2 separate regions of the Bos taurus genome follow, and region 1 is linked to region 2. The links are chromatin contacts, called in public Hi-C maps. All regions are on one chromosome and are shown on one strand. The core of a region is the stretch at or near the end of the contact, and the rest is flanking DNA. Distances in the headings are between cores, read along the strand shown. Region 1 has its middle 58 kb from the start of IER5. Region 2 holds the start of MR1 (major histocompatibility complex, class I-related).

Region 1 (5,407 bases), core at 946-3,445, 100 kb after region 2:
ATGTGAGACTGGAGACCTACGCAGCCCTGGATCAGCACTGGTCTTGGATGCCGAATCTAGGCATTTGGACCTCACCCTAGGAGAGTAAGACACCGCTTGAGTGTCTTAGGCAGTTGTGTGAGAAGATCGCAGTCCTATTTTAGAAAACCCCTCTTGCTGTGTACAAGGTGTCAGCCCAACTCAAGGTTAAAGGCACATTTCCCACAAGCCTGCCCTCACTTCAGACACCAGCCCCAAGTTTGGGGGTCCTCAGAATCAACCTCTCTTGAGAGCAGCTAGCTATAAATTCAGGGGTGCCCATGACTACCCTCAGATTTGATAATTTGCTAGAACAACTCATAGAATTTAAGAAAGTGTTATTCTTAGGAATAGTGTTTTATTATAATCAAACAGATAAAAATACATAAAATATATAAACTGAAATCAAAGCACAGTAGGGTGGAGCCTGAGAAGGTTCCAAACAGTAAGTGTCTGTATTCCTAGGATGCGTTTCCTCCCCAGCATCTCTGTGACAATAAACATGAGTCTTGCAACTAAGGAAGGTCATCTGTGCTTCAGTGTCCAGAGTTTTTACTGAGGCTTCATTACCCAGGCATGATTAATTTAATAATTACCCACATGATTAAACTCATCTCCAGGTACCCTCCCCTGCCTGGTGGTTGGGCTGGTACCTTGTGGCCCAAAGCCCCAGCCACAGTCATTCCTGTCATGTTGGTCTTTCTGCATGGCCAGCCCCAACCGAATCATCTCATTAGCATAAGGGCGGGTCCCACCTTGAATAACAAAGGTACTCCTCTCAATGCAGAAATTCCAAGAGTTTGGAGGTTATTCCAGGAGCCCAGACAAAGGTCAGATTTCTCTCAGTAAGGCCAAATTTCTATGTACTGTGGTATGGCAGTGAGACTGAATGAGAGCAAGTCTGGAAGCAGGGAAAGCAGTTAGCTGGTTGCTGCAGAAATTCAAGCCGAGAACATGGTGGCCGAGACCAAGGAATGGCAACGGGAATGAAAAGCAGCAGAGGGAGTGCAGATGCATTCAGGATAGGAGGTCAGGACTTAGTGGTTGACTGGGTCCCCCAGTGGTGCCTGGTTGAGGGATGAGGGAAGTAAAAAATGACGCCAGGTGACTGGCCTGGACACAGCTGGCTTAGGCCCGCCGTATGCCCATAGCACGCACTGCTGAACTGGGAAAAATATGATAGAGTAGAAGGAGGGGCTTAAATATTTAAAACTACAAGACGTCAATTTTTTACTTCGATCTAGGCTTTAGAAATCATTGCTTCTTATTCCATGATACTCGCAGGCAGTATAAGGTCTATATATCCCCAAAGAATTTGTCAGCCACACGGGGCAGCATCTTCTCTACCGCAGGGCCCACAGCCAGGGAATGGGAGCCCCATTACTGCTCACTGGCAGCCTAGGGCTTTTCTTGGAGCTGGATTTAAGGGAGGTCTCTCAGTGCCGGGTGGTAGAATAACGTGGACTCTGGAGCAGGTAGAACTTGGTTTGGATTCTGCCTCTGTTGTGTGACTTCAGGCATATAACTTAACCTCTCTGAGCTTCTCTGAGTTCATCTGTAAAACGGAAATGACAACAACCACACAATGCTTTTGTCGGGATCAAAGAAGATGGTGTACATCTGCCTGTAAGAACACCATGTCTTCCCTTGCTGACCTGAACACCTGAGACTCTTTCTCAGACTATCCTGATTGCATCAGATACTACCAGGCCTGGTGCCCACTTATCAGTGATATTTATTTCCTTCACAAGGCCTGCTCTGACCTCCAGAACCCAGAGGAAACTCTCTCCTAAACTCTCCACCCCATCACTTTCTTCGGTCGTATCCTACTTTGCTGAGCAAGCTTTCTATTTCTTTATCTGCAGTTTACTTCCTCAACTAGACTGTAATCTCTCACAGAGCAGAGACTTTCATCTTTTTTTAATGTTCCATTTTGGAATCTTAGCACAGTGCCTTTTTGGACCTAGCACTTGCTCAAAAAATAGAAATCAGTTGATATTCTACCTACTTTCATCTCCTAAAACTTGCCCCAGAGTCCTAAGCTGAACTCAGCCTACATAAGGTCATTAGTACAAAGGAACATGTTTATTCATTTATCTGTTTATCCAGCTGCCCTTCATTGAAACACATCCAAACGAGGACAGTGCCTCATAAGGCTCTCTGAAGGACTGCAAGGAGCCTGTCACCTCTCAAAGCATTTGTGGAATTCCTGCATTGAGTTTTTGGGTGGTGAATCCTCACACCTCCTGGGAGGAGTTATTTTTGGAAACAGTGAAAGTCATTTTGGCCAAATTTGGTAGGTGTAGTCATTCAAGGGGCAGCTGGGTGTAGAGCAAGAGGCACGATGATCAGTAAATATTTAATTTGGCATTTCCAATATGTCGGGCACTTTACATTCACTGTTTTATTTTCATCTTAATATCATCTCTAGGAGGCAGGTGCTATTATTATCCCCACTTTACAGACAAGGAGCCTGAGGGCCAAAGAATGCCAAACACACTCTCTATAAGGGACTCCATCGCTTTTTCCCCATTACCAAGCTAGTGTTCGGAAGCACACAGGACAGACATATGGGAGTAACCCTCCTGCCCCTCCAGCAAAGAGGAGGGCTTGGGATGCCTTATCTAATGACATCAAACCTAAGAACTGTGACACTTGAACTAATGGGGGCAGGGAGAGCTTGAGGAACACAGGAGCTGAGAAAACTGGCCCTTCCCTGCAATGTAGGTGAATGCCAGCGCACAGGAAGGCTCCTCTGAGAGGGACCAGAAAACGAGGAGAGGATTGGTCCACGACTGGGGCATCCCTGAGCAGGGGGGATGATTCCTAACTGAAAGGTTTCCTTTTGTGCCTCTCTCTTTTTTTTTAATTGATCATTTTACTTTAAAATTTTTTATTCATTTTACTTTACTTTTTTGGCCACACCATGTGGCATTGGGGACCTAGTTCCTGGATTAAGGATTGAACCCCTGCCCCTTGCCTAGGGAGCATGGAATTTTAACCAGTGGACCGCCAGTCCCCCTTTTGGGCCTCTTTTTCACTTTCTTAAAATTGTAGTCATGTTTACTGACTATAAAAGGAGTTCAAGTTCACTGTAGAAAACTTGGAAAACAGAAGTATAAAAAAACTTAAAATTACCTATAAATGACCCTCCTTCTGAGATCCCAGGGCTTGCGAAGACAACGCTGCTGAGCAGATCAGTACACATGGGATTATTTATAAACTCCCTGCTTCCCACCCACCCACTCTCCTCTGGGCTAGAGAAAGGCCTTCAGCCAGGACATTCCCTAGCAGCCTACTCAGGCTGCTATATCAAGCCCTGCCTTTCTAGGGGCTAGATCAGGCGTTCCTTATCTCTTGGCTGCAGGGTTCTCATAATGTGCCCAGTTGGCAGGCGCTTGGAGATGTGCCAGTGGGCTCTGGCTGCTGCTACAAGGGCCTCTAGCCCGCTCAGGGTCGTCTGCTCTGATTTCCACTGAGCCTTGGCTAACGACACCGAAACCTTCCCTGTAGGAAGTCTTTTGTTTGCATCATTAGAGGGTAGCTGTCAGACAGCTGAGGTGAACCTGATGGGCCTGGCACAGGGGATGGGTGTGTCTGGCTTGCGCAGGCTCCATGGTCCAAGTCCTCCTCCTGACTCTGCTGTGCCTGCCCCCTACTCCCTCAGTCCCCACCCCGACTTCCCTCCCCTCTCTCTTCCTTAGTGCTTGGCTCAGTCTCCATCCATATGGTGTCGGCAGGCAAAGGCCTTCCGTGGCTGGTGGCCTGCTGCGTCTCAGTTCCAGAATTCTGGGCTGTACTCCTCCCTAATTGACAGTGGACTGTAGCAGATGTAGTCTCTCTGCCTAGAAGAGGAGTTTTGCCAAAGGAGGCAGACTGACCTTATTGCTGCAAGTTGGGGCAGAGAGATAAGAGAGGCGTCCTAAAAACATGCAAAGGCTTAAATCATGCAGAGCCACTGTGAGATCCTAGTTCCTCCACTCTAATAGAGGTGTGATCTTAGCAAGTTATGTTACCCCAAGTCAGACATGACTGAGCAACTTCACTTTCACTTTTCTTTCATGCATTGGAGAAGGAAATGGCAACCAACTCCAGTTCTTGCCTGGAGAATCCCAGGGATGGGGGAGCCTGGTAGGCTGCCGTCTATGGGGTCACACAGAGTCGGAGACTACTGAAGTGACTGAGCAGCAGCAGCAGCAGCGTGAGGCTTAGTGTTCTCATTTTAAGATGTACAGAATGCCATCTCTATTTTAGAACACATCCAAAAATTGCAAAAGATAACATATATAAAGCTGACATCAGTTCAGTTTAGTTGCTCAGTCGTGTCTGACCCTTTGCAACCCCATGGACTGCAGCACGCCAGGCTTCCATGTCCATCACCAACTACCAGAGCTTACTCAAACTCATGTCCATTGAACAGGTGATGCCATCCAACCATCTCATCCTCTGTCATCCCCTTTTCTTCCTGCCTTCAATCTTTTCCAGCATCAGGGTCTTTTCTAGTGAGTCAGTGCTTTGAATCAGGTGGCCAAAATAGTGGAGTTTCAGCTTCAGCATCAGTCCTTCCAATGAATATTCAGGGTTGATTTCCTTTAGGATGGACTGGTTGGATCTCCTTGCAGTCCAAGGGACTCTCAAGAGTCCTCTCCAACACCACAGTTCAAAAGCATCGATTCTTCAGCTCTCAGCTTTCCTTACAGTCCAACTCTCACATCCATACATGACTACTGGAAAAACCATAGCTTTGACTAGATGGACCTTTGTTGGCAAAGTAATGTCTTTGTTTTTTAATATGCTGTCTAGGTTGGTCATAGCTTTTTTGTTCCAAGGAGCAAGCGTCTTTTAATTTCATGGCTGTAGTCACCATCTGCAGTGATTTTGGAGCCCAAGAAAATAGTCAGTTGCTGTTTCCATTGTTTCCCCATCTATTTGCCATGAAGTGATAGGACTAGATGCCATGATCTTCATTTTTTGCATGTTGAGTTTTAAGCCAACTTTTTCACTCTCCTCTTTCATTTTCATCGAGAGGCTCTTTAGTTCTTCTTCACTTTCTGCCATAAGGGTGGTGGCATCTGCATATCTGAGGTTATCGGTATTTCTCCTGGCAATCTTGATTCCAGCTTGTGCTTCATCTAGCCTGGCATTTCGTATGATGTACTCTGCATATAAATTAAATAAGTAGGGTGACAATATACAGCCTTGATCAAGGTACTCTTTTCCCAATTTGGAACCATGTGTGGTCCCAACAACAACCAAGTATGTTGTTCCATGTCCGGTTCTAACTGTTGCTTCTTGACCTGCATACAGATTTCTCAGGACGCTGGTAAAGTGGTCTGGTATTCCCATCTTTTGAAGAATTTCCCACAGTTTGTTGTGATCCATACAATCA
Region 2 (5,663 bases), core at 447-2,946:
AGAACAAATTACTACAAAACTAAGTGCCCTAAAACAACATAGATTTATTCTCTTACAGTTCTGGAGGTCAGGTGTCCAAAAGTGGGTCTCTGGGGCTAAAATGAAAGTGATGGCAGAGTTGTGTTCCTTTTGTAGGCTCTAGGAGAGAATCTCTTCCTTCTCTTTCCAATTCTAGAGACTGTCTCAATTTTATAACACCCTTGAGATTGGACCCACCAGATAATCCTGGATAATCTCCCCATCTCAATATTTTAAAGTCAATTTTATCGCTGAGTCCCTTTTGCCATGCTAGGTAATAAATTCACAGGTTCTAGAAATTAGAATATAGGTATCTTTGGGGTGAGGAAGGGGGTATTATTCCACCTACTGCAGAAGAAAACTGGTATGTTCTACTATCTACCTTGTACGCTGTAAACATAACCTCATCTAAATCTTCAACAAGCCTTGTGAAATATATGCCAGGATTTGCTTTTAAAGTTGAGAAGACTGACGCTGGTAGGGAAGGATGGGGAGAAGGGATAGTTAGGGAGTTTGGGATGGACATGTATATACTGCTATATTTAAAATGAATGACCAACAAGGATGTACCATATAGCACAGGGCACTCTGCTAAATGTTATGTGGCAGTCTGGGGTGGGAGGGGAGTTTGGGGGAGAATGGATACATGAATACGTATGGCTGAGTCCCTTCATTGTTTACCTGAAACTATCACAACATAGCTTGTTAATCAGCTGTACCCCAATACAAAAGAAAAAGTTTTCAAAGCAAAATAGATAAATCGAGGAAACTGAGCCTCAACACAATTTGGGATTCTGCACAAGGTCAAGTAGCTAGGATGCAAACATCCCAGGTCCCTGAGCAGAAGCTCAAGCCAGCCTGCCTGGTGGCCTTGCCTCCACTCATCTCTCCCGCTCACCTCTACATCCTCTCTCCTGTCTGGGCCTGTCCTCCAACTCCCTGAACAAGCTACACTTCTGTTTCCCAGGTCATTGTGTTCTCCTGATGACCAGGTAGTTGTGGCTTTGTGCTGAGGTTTGCTAATCTAGGAAGCCAAGCCATCTGCCCCTCAGAATCTTCGTAAAGCCCCAGGTCTCCTTTACTCAATGAGCATTTTTGAGCTATTGGGCTGGGGGTGCTAGAGCAGCATGGAAGATAGATGTAAGCTAAAAATGACAAGATAGTCTAGGGGATACATATTATATCAGACATGTGGACTGCAGCATTATAGGAAGCCAGAGCAAGTCCTGGGAACTTTGTGTGAATCTTTCTCATGGATCTTGGGTGAAACCTAAGCTCCAGGGAATAAACAAAGGCTTCTTTTTCTTTTGAGCTCCCTGGGGGACCAGAACTGATTCATCTTTGTGTTCCCTGTGTCTTTCTTATAGCTGTGCTCCATAAATATTTAGAAGTTGGTAACAGGACCAAGATAGGAACAGCAAAAGGAGCAATCAGTGTCTCAGACCAACAAAGGGTTAAAGGTCACTGGGGAAGGCGGTCCTTTAGTTTTCTCTTGCTCTCTATGCTACCTAGCAACTGATGACACCAACATTTCCACTGTTTTGACTGGGAGAGAGACCTTGAATGTCACAGTTGCTGAATCACCAAAAAACGGAGAGAGCAGTACAAGGTTCTTGAAAGATCAACAGGGACCTATCAGTGTTATTGTTAAAAGAATCAGAAGAGAAGGATTTTAGAGGGGCTGATGATGCTCCTATTGCCTCTCATCATTGTATTAATGATGAAGCTCAGCGATGCTCGTGAGTACCCCAAGTTCTCTTTACTCTAAACTCCCCAGCTGAGGGAGCCTCTGGGAAACAGTTTGTCTTCCTGAAACTCCTGGTGAAGTGAAGAAGCCAGGGGCAGAAAAGTGTGTTTATTCAACCCAGGACTTGTTGGAGTGATGAACCGGAAAGCTATACAGTTTTCCAGTTTGTGTGCGTAGGATCTTGATGTTGCCCACCTTTTCTGAGGGGTTGAAAGCCATTCTGGAAAGACCCTCTGGGTAACTTCCTCATTCCTATTTCCTTTCTGCACGTTGTTCCCTGTCTTTTCTGCTCATGTCTTTTCTTTCACTTTTGTTTTTCCTCCCTACTAGCTTGGTGAGTCTCATGAGGATGTGGTCAGGGTTTCAGGGGCATTGAAGAGTAGAGCAGATCCATTGTTCACATTTATTTGTTTATCCTCCTCACCATAAGCCCAACCTGTAACACAAGATCCCAGAAAGATAAAACCATGGTTCTGGACTTGTGTACTGAGTGTAAGAGTTATCAACTGAGTAGAAAAAGATTTTCATTGTATGGGGAACCTGTGTTACTAGGGAAGCAGTTGCTTTCTGTTGCCCCAAATACACAAGAAGACTGGTGGGCTGGAAGCAACAGGCTTCTCTGCTCTAAGCAACTGCTTTCTCAGCTAGAGTTCAGCACTCCCAGGGGGTTGCTGGACAACATCTGGGCTACCATCATAGACAACGATGTATGAGCATGATGGGAAGGAGCTCTTTCAAAATATCTGTGTGTTTCTTGATGGCCTACTATGTGATGGCACTTTTGGGGACATGACCATGGACGAGATAGACATAGGTCCTAATTCTATAGAAACTTCTATAGAAAAGTCCTACCATTCAAGTCAGAAATGGGAAAGATTGAAGGTGAAGGTAAGAGACAGAGGATAAAAAGAGGGCAGGAGTGATATTTCTAGAAGGTAAAAAGCCTATATATTGCCTGTATTTGATTCTCAAAGAACTCTCCAATAATATGACCACAATACCCCCTAAATATAATCTTTTATGTGTTGGTCTAACTAACCCTTGTGGCTGAGACAATATCCCCATTTCCCGATGAGGAGATCCAGACCGAGAGAGGTGGACTCAGCTCACATAATGAACAGAGTCTGAAGCACATGCAGGTCTTCCCGCCCACAGCCCCTGGCTTTCCCACAAAATCGTAGCGTCTCTGGATGTGGATGCTCCGCACTTTGATAACTGACAGCATGAGAAATAGAACCAGTCGCCTATGAAGGGCAGGTAAGGTCACCTTGTGCTGGCTCTCCTTCTCTTCCGCTGCATCCTTCTCGGCCCTGTGTTGTGTCCCGGGGCGTTGACTGCTACAGGCGACATCACCCGGTCTCTCTCACAGGCTGATTTCTGTTTGGGTTCACCCAATAGGAGACGCCGAGGGAAAGCAATCAGAGAGCGAAGCGAGGTTGAGGTATTACCTTCTTCTTTTCCCTCTTTCTCTAGTGCCTCTGGTAGTATAATAGCTGTGTCCCTCCACAATATAGTTTTCCATGAATAGCCCCTTTTTCATGGTTCTAGCTACCACTGGGCTTCAGGAACACTATTTGCTCCTCTAATCGCTACAACACTAGGGCTGGTAACGGCTTCTTATAACTGCTAGCTTCTGGGTTCCCTAACATCCCTCATTTGTTCCTGTAACCTTGCTCACAGCTCTGTGTAGAGTCCCTCCACTGAAGTTTCTTCATGTGACTCATCTAGAGTGAAGGCTATTACCTGCCAGGACCCTGACTGAGCACGCTGAGCATTGAGGAGTGCTAACAGAGGGGAGATGGAGTTATGAAAAAGGACTTGGTCTTGTTGATATTTGGACCTAATGCTGGCCCTGAGTGGGAGCTTCTAGGGGTGGAAATGCAGGGAGGAGATACCAGAGCGTTTGAGATCACAGAGCAATGTTAAGATCACTCCAGCATCACTTCCAGTGTGGTGTTCTCATTGACTCCTTAGCCTTCAGTAACCTGCTCTTGCCTTTATACTCCCATAGCTCCTGCTCCCAGTTTTATAGTTTTCTATCTACCAAAATCTCTCAGTCAAGGTTCTCCTTAAAGCGGGGAGAGAGATCTCATTTTTCTCGTTTCCCTCATATGTTCTAGTGACCAATAGGCACTTAATAAACACCTCCTGGGTTTTATGTTCCAAGGTGATGTTTCTAAGAAATTGAAGTGATCTGACTGTATGCCATAGAGCAGGGGTCCCCAACTTCTGGGGCCAAGGTAAGCAGCAGGCAGGTGAGCAAGCAAGCAAAGCTTCATCCATATTTATAGCTGCTCCACATAGCTTGAATTACCACCTGAGCTGACCTCCTGTGAGATCAGCTGCAGCATTAGATTCTCATAGGAACGCTCAAGAACCTGCTGCGAACTATGCATGGGAGGGATCTAGGTTTTTATGAGAATCATCCTGAAACCCTCCCCCACCCCTCGTCATTACCCAGGCTGTGGAAAAGTTGTCTTCCAGGGAACCAATCTGTGGTGCTAAAAAGGTTGGGGTTAGGGTTGGAGAGAACTGCCATAGAGAACTTGGGCAGCAATAATGACTAAATTCATGACTGTGGTTTATTCTGGTTGCAGAATTTGCATGAAAAAGAAAGAGGTTTCCAGCCTGTGGGAAACTGTGAGCTGGTGAGGGGTGGGTGTAATCAGGTGGGGCAGGCATGGGATCTCTCTGGCAGAGCTATATGTGGTTTGTATGGTTGATCCTGAAAAACACCAAGGTCAGTCTCTTGACGTTATTCATAACTCTATGGATATTTCAATATGCTATATCAATCTGCTTCATGAAGTCCTCCACAGATAAGGACTGATGATAGATAAGTCCCCGGAATTGTCAACTGGGCTAGTGTTAAGAGACAGGCTTGCAAATTATCTGCTAAGAAATGACCTTGAGTTCCAAGAGTTAACATGAGAAAATATGGGCACTTGCTATAGACCTTATTAGACTCCAGTCTGTTTCCATGGGGCTGTTGCCAAGGTACATGCAGTAGAAATTTCTCCAAGATACTGTTTTACTCCCCTAAGGCCCTCTTCTTAGTTGACATTGAATCTATCTAAATCCGAGCAATTCAACTAATTTGTAGATTTTCTTCTGACTAGTGGGAATATTTGTCTATTCTTACTAAAACCCATTGACCTCGGTCATCCTCACTAGAGGATTCCCAAGGTCTCAAAGGAAGGGGCCTAGGTTAAAGAGAAAACACATGACTTTTTAAATACTTGCTTTATGAAACCCAAATTGAGACAGATGATAAAGGACATTCTTTCTGATGGCCGAGTTTATATTTATTATGGAAAACTTTTCGAGAGTATGAGTACCAAATCACATTTTGTTACAACTTCAATGGAATCATTTTATAAGAATAGAATTCATAAAATTGTAATTCTTCTGGGAAATAGGAGACCTGTGGTCATCATCGTATACAGAGAGTACTGGGGGAAAAAACCATCAGGGCTCATTCATTCATTCTCTGAAGGTTTATATGGCTCACAGTAGACCTTGCTATTCCTCAAACACATGGAATGGGCAACTTTCTGGAGGGCTTGGGCTTGTTGTTCTGCCTGGAAGGTTCTCCTAAGCTGACTTCCTTTCTCCATTCACATCTCTGCTCAAGTGCCACCTGCTGAGATCGCCTTTCCTGGTCCCTTTAACCTATAAGATCATCCCTCTTCACATTCTATTTTCCTTGTTTTTTTCTTTTTTTTAAATTAGTTTTTCTCTTTTTAAATTTTCTTTTCTCAGTATCTTTTTCTCCATTTAAAAAAATTTTGTTTATTTTTGTGTATATTTCCTTTCCTTTCTTTATTTCTCTTCAAAACCCTTGTGTTATACACTTAGCTACTGCCAGTCTTCCTTCTAGAAAGGAGTTCAGATAGCT

What was found. Hi-C and Micro-C count contacts between places; a contact is called where the count stands out from the background.
Region 1: a Hi-C map of blastocyst shows a contact between it and region 2, with 4 times the contacts expected there. The contact joins the enhancer-like site here to the promoter of MR1 in region 2. A contact is called at or near these places in 2 of 11 Hi-C or Micro-C datasets (blastocyst and skeletal muscle).

The regions. Positions count from the first base shown.
Region 1 is chr16:62,264,031-62,269,437 of ARS-UCD2.0, forward strand. No RefSeq gene overlaps it. Among named protein-coding and RNA genes, the nearest start is that of IER5, 58 kb to the left of the region's middle. Within about 2 kb of position 2,196, at least 31 of the 102 cell types and tissues checked have an H3K27ac peak or open chromatin away from gene starts, as enhancers often do. A contact at or near this core is called in blastocyst and skeletal muscle, where this site is marked.
Region 2 is chr16:62,159,738-62,165,400 of ARS-UCD2.0, forward strand. MR1 (major histocompatibility complex, class I-related) reads left to right here and starts at 1,697. Exons shown (of 6, transcript NM_001190298.1): 1 at 1,697-1,757. The coding sequence starts at 1,703.